3 separate regions of the Mus musculus genome follow, and regions 2 and 3 are each linked to region 1. Evidence: chromatin contacts called from public HiChIP or PLAC-seq and capture Hi-C data. All regions are on one chromosome and are shown on one strand. Each heading gives the region's core, a stretch centred on a gene start, on an enhancer-like site or on the middle of the called end of the contact. The rest is flanking DNA. Distances are from core to core; before and after follow the strand shown.

Region 1 (3,005 bases), core at 464-2,963:
AATGAGCTATGTGGAATGTTGTGTGGGTGGCCACAAGGACAGTCTTAGTGCTTGAAAAGTAGAAAACAGGTTCTAAAGATGTCAGGAATGTCTCATCTCACTCAGGACCTGAAAAGTTGCCCCCCACCCCCACACACACACACATACAACTTCCTATCTGTGTTTTGCCTTCTTCTTTGTGTGCATGGCATCTTATGTGCATTTCTCCTAGCCCTTGAAGTTAACTACTACTCTCATTTGTAAGCATCATGCTGGAAATCCAAGGATCCACCACCAGAGGCAACCATGAAGATGATATGCCACAAGATTGCACCTTTCTTACATCCCTCACAGAGGGACTTCTTATGGATTGGGCGCACTATTATCATCCTCTAGACACAAAGCCCATTCATTCTCTCTCACAATGAAAAGGTCAGCTCAGGAACTTTGGGAAGGTCGTGAAACACTCGCCCCTCTGGAAGGGAGAGGCTAATTAGCATTTCTCAAACTACCTATGGGTGGGGACACATTCACTGGTTGAGTGTTGCTCACCTTTAGACAAGGGAAGTCCTTCTCACCTCATTCCCTAAAGACCAATCAGTTTAAAGGGTTCACTGTTATGCCAATCATATTGTACCTAGTTGCTGATGCTCTGTCCTGCCCCTGGAAACCATATAAAAACTCACCAAACTGGTGCTGGTGGTCACCACCTCTCCTTCGGGTCTGGGACAACCCCAGAACAGTGGAACAATACATTCCTCTTGCTTTTTGCATCAATCCTGGCTCCACATGGTTCACTCAGGGGGTCCCTGGTAAGCTAAGGCTCCCTGGTGTCTTACAATAACATGCACTCTCAACAGTGATACCTTTCATCAAGCAAGCCATAAGGAGACCACAAAGTAGTCTAGAAAAAGCAATACTACTTAATTATAAATATGCAAAGGACAGAGCAGTGAGAGTTCAGAGAAGTAGAGAGAAGTAGGGGATGAGATGACCATCATCAGAGCCATGGCATGAGATATCAGAGTATCCTAGACCCATGTCACAGAGTCTCTTTCTAAGAACAGTAGCAAATATTCTGTCCTGGAAGCCATTGCCAGTATTCATGTATGCATGGGAGTAAAGGGAGCCTCCAAATTAAGTAGTCATTAAGCCAGAGGCTCAGGAAACTAGAAAGACAAGGACCTCTGGTTCTTAGTGATGAGTGTGGAACAGCTTACATGCACATAGACTTTGCTTCCATACTCATCTTGATGGTTTCCTCAGCTCTCTTCACACTGTACCATCTGTGTCCTCACCATCTTCCTATCATGGGTACTGATTGTATTATTTGGAGCCTGAGTAAGTTGAAAGCTTGTCTTCTAAGAATAATTTGGAAAATGGAAGACTCTCCATCACTCAGAGGCAAGCACTTTCTGGGCTGGCCTCCACAGTTAAGCCTTCTAAGGTTTCAATACTTTGGCTGCATAATACAGTCAAACAGAGCCCAATCAACAGGAGGAAGCCAGCTCACCAGGAGGTGAGCAGATTCACTCTACCTGCCAGAAACCTGAGATCAGTAATACAGAATAATCAGAATACCAGAGATCTCTAAAGTATCACATTGTGTAACAAGTGTGGCTGCTGCACTGCTCCTGCCTTCTCATGTCTCCTCTACTGGTCTGCTAACAGCCCTGTAGACCAGACCTCTGTGACTCATGACTCATTTGGTTAAATTTTTTATGCATTTTAGCCAGGTTTCCTTTTCTCAATTACTCAGCTGCTCCCCACTGAGTGAGGTCAGATAAGGAATGCTCCCCATACTTAGCCATCCTGTATGCAATCCCAGCAGCCCTTTCATCATTCCCTAAAGTACTCCTCTCCCACAGAAAACCTCTAGCTGCATTACACTCCTGCTTTTTCTGCCGTTGCTTCTGAACATTTTTTTGTTATGTACATTTTTTGATATACATTCCTTTATTTTTTTATATGTATGATTGTTTTTGCTTTCAAATATACATGTGTACCAGCTATGCTTGGTGACTACTGATGGCATTGGATCCTCTGAAACAAGAATCATAGGTTGCTGTTAGTACTGTGTGGAAGCTGGAAACTGAACCTGAGTCCTCTGCTGCAAGAGCATTAAGTACTCTTAACTCCTGGGCCATCTCTCCACCCATCCCCCCTATTATATTTAGAGTCCTTTGAGATTCTGATGAAAGACATGGAGCAACCACCCAGTAGTGCAGCAATGGCTGAGCTGTGTAGTTACCCTAGATCTCTGGCTAAACACTTTCTTTGTAAATGTTTCCAGAGCTCCTGACACAGTGAGTATCACTGATCATTATTGTAGAGAGTCTCGTAACAGCGCCACACTGTGGATATTACTAGACTCTTGGCAGGAAAGTAGTCAGGATACACCCTCTGGGTGCCTGGCCCTCATTCTCTTAACCTTTCTCCTACCAGGCCTGAAGCTGGGTACAAACATCCAGAAAAAATAAGACACATGGCTTGGGGAGAAGGGAGGGATTAGAAGCTATGTAATTCTATCTAATATTTGAGGCTTGGCAAGGGCGCCTATGGGATTTCATGAAAACCCCCGAAACTTTTTCATTTCAGAGCAATTAAGCAGACCCCAGCGTCCTGGCTCCACTAAGCCGTTCAGCTCTGGTTTTATTGCCCGTTTCCTGCCCTCTTGCCAGCACTAGCTCTCATCTTTGTGCTTGAAATAAAAAACCCACTCTGTTTTGGTGCCACAGAGGCACCCACAAGCAAATGTGGGCTATCTAACAGGCCCAGGCAGGCTGATGGCGCACATGTGGCCCCAGGGTCCCACAGGCACTGCTGTGTGTTATAATCAGAAACATCCAGCAGTAATTTAATAGTTCCCACCAAGCAAAGAGGCAGAGTGGAGCAGTTCCTTCCTCCATATACTTAACCCTTTGAGGAGGAAAGAAGGGTCAAAAGAAGGAGAAATTCATCTTTCTACTTGCTACCCAGGGACTTTTTGCTTCTCTTTTTGTGTATAAAGCTTCACTGGCTCCCAA
Region 2 (2,838 bases), core at 28-2,527, 210 kb before region 1:
CCTCAGAGGTGCACACATTGCCCCCCCTCCCCCCGGAGTTTCTTTTTAAAGTCTGCAAAACCAGTCCTTGCTTGTTAGGGAAGCTCTGTCAGTATCCCAGGATGATTCTGTCAGTAGAAGTTTCTAGACATGGCTGTTAGAATTGCTTGCTGTTGAACTGGAAACATATCTATCTACATTTCATTTTAATTATCGGCGATGACAGTCCAGGCTCTGCCATCATTTTGAATTTTCCCTCTCCACTGGCCATGTCAAAACGTCTTTGTCACGGTTTTACAATTGGCTGATTTCTACTTTCATGAGGTTCTGTAGGGAAAGGCTTTAAGGGCTCACATTCTCAGGATTGGATCCCCAGCTCTGGTAAACCAGGGTGAACCCTAAACCATGGCCAGCCACGCCCTAGGAAGCCCTGTGCCCCAGGAGACAACCAGCGGAGGGCCAGGGCACAGAGCTTGGGGACCACAGCTGAATAGACACGTCCAACCTTCTACACAGAGATTCACACATGCCCTTAGCGTCGTGAACTGCAAAAGCATCTTGTTTCCAATTCTACTGTAGATAATAAAATTAGCTCCCAAATTACCAGAAACTGGAACAAGTAAACACAAAGGCAGGAGCTGGGTTGCCAAGCCTCCCCTTCCCGGCCCAGCAGAGATGAGCTGTGGCTTTGGAGCTGTTTAAATCTAAAGCAAAGCTTCTGTTTTTCTAAGTCACAGTGCTGACCCTGAGCAGATAAAGCACGCTCAGTGACATGGGGAGCAGAGCGGTTATTTTCCAGCAGGGCCAATCTGTTTACATCAGGAAATCCAGCCTGGGCGCACCGGGGCAGCGCGGAGGCGGCCCGGGAGCCGGCCTCCCTCGCGCTCGCCGCCGCGCTGCGCTGGCCCCTGGCGCTCGGCGGCTGACTCCATCCAGATGTGCCGCGGCTCCAGAGTGGCTGCCTCGCGCAGTAAATGGGCATCCGAGGCTCGTCAATCCCGGCCAGAGCAATTGCGGTCTCGCGGGCCGCCCCGCTGGCACGCGGAAACGCGCGATCCAGAGGGGACCGTGGCGGGGAAAGGGGGGAAACAGGGGCGAGGGGGAAGGGCAGCGCACCCCGGCTCAGAGAGGCGCGCTAATGACCGACCCGGGAAATGTGCCTAATACATTTGTACATTTCCTTGTAAATGTTTTACACTTTGAAAGAAAGGAGAACGCTGTATATCATTTGGAAATGTTGGCTGTCTATAGGTCCCTGTGGATATCACGGGGTTAGTACCGCTTGTAACAAGAGCAAGAGAAACATAAAAAAGTTGGGAAACACCGCCAATTAGTCATTACCAGGAGACTGTAAAAACAAGAGAAAGAGAAAGAGGAGGGAGGAGAAGAAATCAAAGAAGAAATCGCCCCGGGGGGGGGGGAAAGAGAAGAAACTAGATGAAGTTTTTGTGGTGTTCTCGGAATTGAATTGGGAAGCAGAACAGCTGGCGGCTTTCTAATCAGGAGCAACCTGCAAACCAGCCAGTTCCAGGGTGCGGACCTTCAGGAGGAGGGGCTGAGATTTCCCAAACTATACCTATTTGCTGTCCCTATAAAACTTGAGCTGGGTCAGTGGGCAGGCAGTGCGCTTTGGAGCAGAACCCAGTTGTGCAAAATCCAAGTCAGACATTTATTTCTGATCTCCTGCCGCCTACACAGTTGTTACTAGCTGAGTCGTAATAAAAAGAAGACAGGAACCATTTTTTTTACAACCCTAGACTTCTACCAACCACCCCCTAGCTCAAGCAGTCTGTCTGTGCCATGCTTGCTCGAAGTGTTTTTAGTTTTACAGTAATTTTGATGTTTCATGATTGATTTTTGTTACTACTTTATTTTTGTTTTGGGTGGCTCCTCTCTCTCTCTCTCTCTCTCTCTCTCTCTCTCTCTCTCTCTCTCTCTCTCTCTCTCTCTCTTTGTTTCCCCATCTGTCAGCTTTTTAGTCAGACTCAAGAATCTAAGACCATGGACTGATGAGATGGCTCAGCAGTTAAGAACACTGACTGCTCTTCCGAAGGTCCTGAGTTCAAATCCCAGCAACCATGTGGTGGCTCACAACCACCCTTCATGAGATCTGACACCTTCTTCTGGCGCATCAGAAGACAGCTACCATCAGAAGACAGCTATCATCAGAAGACAGCTACAGTGTACTTATTTATAATAATAAATAAATATTTGGGCTGGAGTGAGTGGGGTTGACCGGAGCGAGCAGGGCAGATTGGAATGAGTGAGGTCCTACAAAATAGAATTCTCAACAACCACATGAAGGCTCACAACCATCTGTACAGAGCTACAGTGTACTCATATACATAAAATAAATCTTAAAAAAAAAAGAATCTAAGAACATACAGCATCACAGATCTGGTTGAGCCTTCCCATTCTTAACTATGTTGACCTATTTCAATACCCACAAAAATATGGTATACGGCAACTATAAAGTTCATCCAAAGACTTGCGCTCTTTCTTTCAAAGAGGAACTGGGATAGTAGTTGAATTTCCTTGGGTGTGGTGGGAACAGGTTGCTAGGAAGCTGGATCTAGTCCTCCGGGAACAGAGGCAAAAGTTGCTTGCTACAGATCTATTTATTTCAGCAACAGGACTGGGAACAAGCAGCCTTGGAGCCAGGCAGGCCTCTTCAGCCCTAAGTGATCTCAGTCCCCGACTCTGAGTCAGGAGGACCAACCTCCACATGTGTCTCAGATTCAGTTTCTGGAAAAGGTACAAGTTTGCTAGTTAATTAGGGTCCTTGGTGTCTGGATACAAGTCAGCAAAGACACAGCCCAGCCTTAGCAGTTCAGAAGATCTTGCTAAGCTCTGCATCAA
Region 3 (2,765 bases), core at 84-2,583, 240 kb before region 1:
GTGTTTAGGCAGAAAAAAATGCATGGGAAGTCATACCCAGAAGAGGTGGGGAAAGGATCCAGCCATGAAGTATAGCCCACAGGACGACAAGTTTTATAGACTGGTTGATGTTGCCACTCTCGCTGGGTTACATTTTGGAGATGTATGCATTCCCTGTGGCTGCTATTCTTCCTGAGCACGCAGAAGCCAAGGTTTACACAAACTAAACTTCCTTCTTTAAGTACCACTTAGTTAACCAGGAACATATTAATTAGTGCAAATTATTGGCATGCCAGAAACGCCTACAGATTAATATTTCAGGAATTAGAAGCCCAGCTGAGCATGAAAATGAAAAGTTGGGATTGGCGACAGAGACAGAGAGAACAAGGATGCTTCACAAGAGGGAGAAACTCATATATCTTTCTGATAATTGGGTCTCTAGAGGCCAGAATCAAGTCCATACATTGCCACACACTCTTGGCATGGCACAGATTTTCCTATGTGGCCCTGAAAGTACACAAAATTCCTCCTTTCTGTGATTCAAGGTAGCTCAATTCTATAGCAGGAAAATATAAATGATTTAAGCTCCTGTTGCGAAAACCAGGTTTTCAGAAGTGAGTTTCAAGGATGACCCTGACCTGAAGCATGCTTTTGCCCTTCCCAGGAGCAAAAGGCCTTTATTCCTGCACAGCATTGCACCCTTACTGCTCAGAATGGAGCTACTCTTTGGGCTTTCGTGACTTTATCCTGTTTGGTTCCTTGAGCATCTCCAGAATCAGAATGGACACCCTGTAAGGCTAAGGGTTGGAGAAGTATGGTGCTAATTATCCAACTACCCCACTCCCTAAGGCCCTGTCCTCACATTCCAAGCAGGCTGGTCACTAGGACTCCCATTGGGTTCCCACAAGTTCCCACTGGGACCCACCGTTTTCTGGACAATCCTAGAATCCCGGCTCTGGCTGCCTTCTGCTCGCTATCTAGGCAGTTGTAGCTCACCCACCCCTGAGTGTCCCTGAAATCCCTAAGCCTTGCTCTCACAAGCCTTACACTCCTACCTTGGTTGAGTCCATGCCCTAATCCTTCCTCAAAAAGACTTCAGCTATTCTCTCTCCATTCTCTTTAAATTGAGTGTCAGAGCCCTGCCAGGTTTGCTAAATCTAGCGCTCACTTTAGGCCAAGCCCCACACGGGTTCGCCCCACCCCCAACCTCAGGCTCTCCCCTCTTCCTACCCCCAGGCTCCTGCCTTCCCCCATCCTCCCCCCAAGCAGTGCTCCCAGCCTGCCTATCATCTTGCTCTAATTGTTTCCAGATTCGTGTGGGAGGTCAGGGCCCGGGAGTGCTGCTTCATGCCAAGTTTATAAACAGAGCAGTGTTTCCAGATGGCCGCTGGCTCCAGCCTGGCGAGCAGGTTGATTGGGACCAGAATAACAACAGGTGGAGCGCAGACAATGAGTTCCTTGACACATATTTACTCCCTTGGCGTTTTCTTTCCTTGCAGCCTCCACTCCATCTGCTGTAGCTGCAGAGGTGGACTTCCACAGCATCAGGTCGGGTGGAGGCAGCGGAATGCAAAGGAAAAAAAAGTCATTTCCCTGGAGAGAGCACAGGCTGGGGGTGGGGAGGTGGGAAGGTGGGGGACGAGGGTGTGGGGAGGGACCTATGCCCCTAGTGGACCCAGCTGTCAGTGAACTGGGGACAAGGAGGTGTCTTTCCTTCAGAACGGATTATGGGAACTGCCTTAGGATTTTTTTGAAAGGGAATGACCTAGAGACCTAAACCCTTGTTATATGAACTCAGGGAATGAAGGAAGCAGGCTGGCCTAGCGGTTGAACCGCCAATGGCCTGCCGAGGAACTGCGTGCAGCCCTGGACTCAGGCTACAGGAGGTCTCCAGAGAAACACAGGATCGTGCAGGGGCCTCACAGAAGCATTTGTCCCCAAAGTCCTTAGACCTGAGTCTAAGTCCAGATAGAAGAGCCTGTCCAGTTGGAATTGAAATCATGAGGTATCCGTGACAGCAGGGGCAGGCTAGTGCAGGGTGGAAAGCTGAGAGTATAGGTTTACAGTCCCTCCCTCAAAAAAAAGAAAAAAGGAAAAACGAAAAGAAAAAGGGGGGAAAAAAAGGCACCAGCAAAAACCAGTGTCCCTGAAAGTAAGAAACATAAATATCAGAAGTAAGTTTTAAGGGCCTCAAAGTTAAATCTAAATTATCTCTGTGTCTTTTGACTCTGACTTTCTGCTTTTAAAATGTAACCTGATACTAGGGCTTTGAAGCTTGGGATCCACAATGGGGCTGTGCGATTTATCTGAACTGACAGGGCAGGGCCGAGGCCCTGCTCATCCGCCCCACACCCCACTTACTACACTCCACAGCACTGCTGCACTTTAAAGCATCTCCAAATGCCAGTCGTGTAAAATAAGGCCACACTTGGTATTTCTCCTAGTCAGGGCAGAATCTTTACACAGGATATTAATCCATATTTCTTTAATTACTTCACTACATTTTTTACAAAACACTTATTGAGGTTTTTCTCTGAAAAGCTCCAAGAATTACATAAGGAATTCTTAAGAAAAATAAACATGTCTTAGACTAAAGAGCAACCAAAAAAAAAAAAAAGAGAGAGTTAGAGGGAATACATTCACAACAGGGGACCTAAATGGAACTCCTGGAGAGGGAGACAGGGCAGACCGTTGAGACTGGTGCAGGAATCTGCTCACATTCCAGCCCTATAAAATCACTGAGCAAGGGTTAACTCAAATCCTCTGCAAGGATGGTTTACCCTGCA

What was found. HiChIP or PLAC-seq counts read pairs in DNA pulled down with a chosen protein or histone mark. Capture Hi-C pulls out chosen DNA fragments and counts their contacts.
Region 2: a contact with region 1 is called in an H3K27ac HiChIP or PLAC-seq map of the NIH/3T3 cell line, with 5 times the contacts expected there. The contact joins two enhancer-like sites. A contact is called at or near these places in 1 of 484 Hi-C or Micro-C datasets (uterus), 3 of 115 datasets of contacts at active chromatin or transcription factors (the NIH/3T3 cell line, embryonic fibroblasts and pancreatic cancer cells) and 1 of 9 other capture datasets (embryonic stem cells).
Region 3: a capture Hi-C map of embryonic trunk shows a contact between it and region 1, with 3 times the contacts expected there. The contact joins two enhancer-like sites. A contact is called at or near these places in 2 of 484 Hi-C or Micro-C datasets (cranial neural crest and nephron progenitors), 1 of 115 datasets of contacts at active chromatin or transcription factors (fibro-adipogenic progenitors) and 3 of 9 other capture datasets (embryonic stem cells, embryonic tail and embryonic trunk).

Annotation. Positions count from the first base shown.
Region 1 is chr16:15,292,773-15,295,777 of GRCm38.p6, forward strand. No RefSeq gene overlaps it. Among named protein-coding and RNA genes, the nearest start is that of Gm41423, 180 kb to the left of the region's middle. RefSeq lists an enhancer at 1,698-3,005. Within about 2 kb of position 1,714, at least 84 of the 459 cell types and tissues checked have an H3K27ac peak or open chromatin away from gene starts, as enhancers often do. A contact at or near this core is called in the NIH/3T3 cell line, embryonic fibroblasts and pancreatic cancer cells, where this site is marked.
Region 2 is chr16:15,084,119-15,086,956 of GRCm38.p6, forward strand. It overlaps the pseudogene Gm46561. Among named protein-coding and RNA genes, the nearest start is that of Gm41423, 29 kb to the right of the region's middle. RefSeq lists an enhancer at 474-1,590. Within about 2 kb of position 1,278, at least 109 of the 459 cell types and tissues checked have an H3K27ac peak or open chromatin away from gene starts, as enhancers often do. A contact at or near this core is called in the NIH/3T3 cell line, embryonic fibroblasts and pancreatic cancer cells, where this site is marked.
Region 3 is chr16:15,051,743-15,054,507 of GRCm38.p6, forward strand. It overlaps the pseudogene Gm46561. Among named protein-coding and RNA genes, the nearest start is that of Gm41423, 61 kb to the right of the region's middle. Within about 2 kb of position 1,334, at least 117 of the 459 cell types and tissues checked have an H3K27ac peak or open chromatin away from gene starts, as enhancers often do.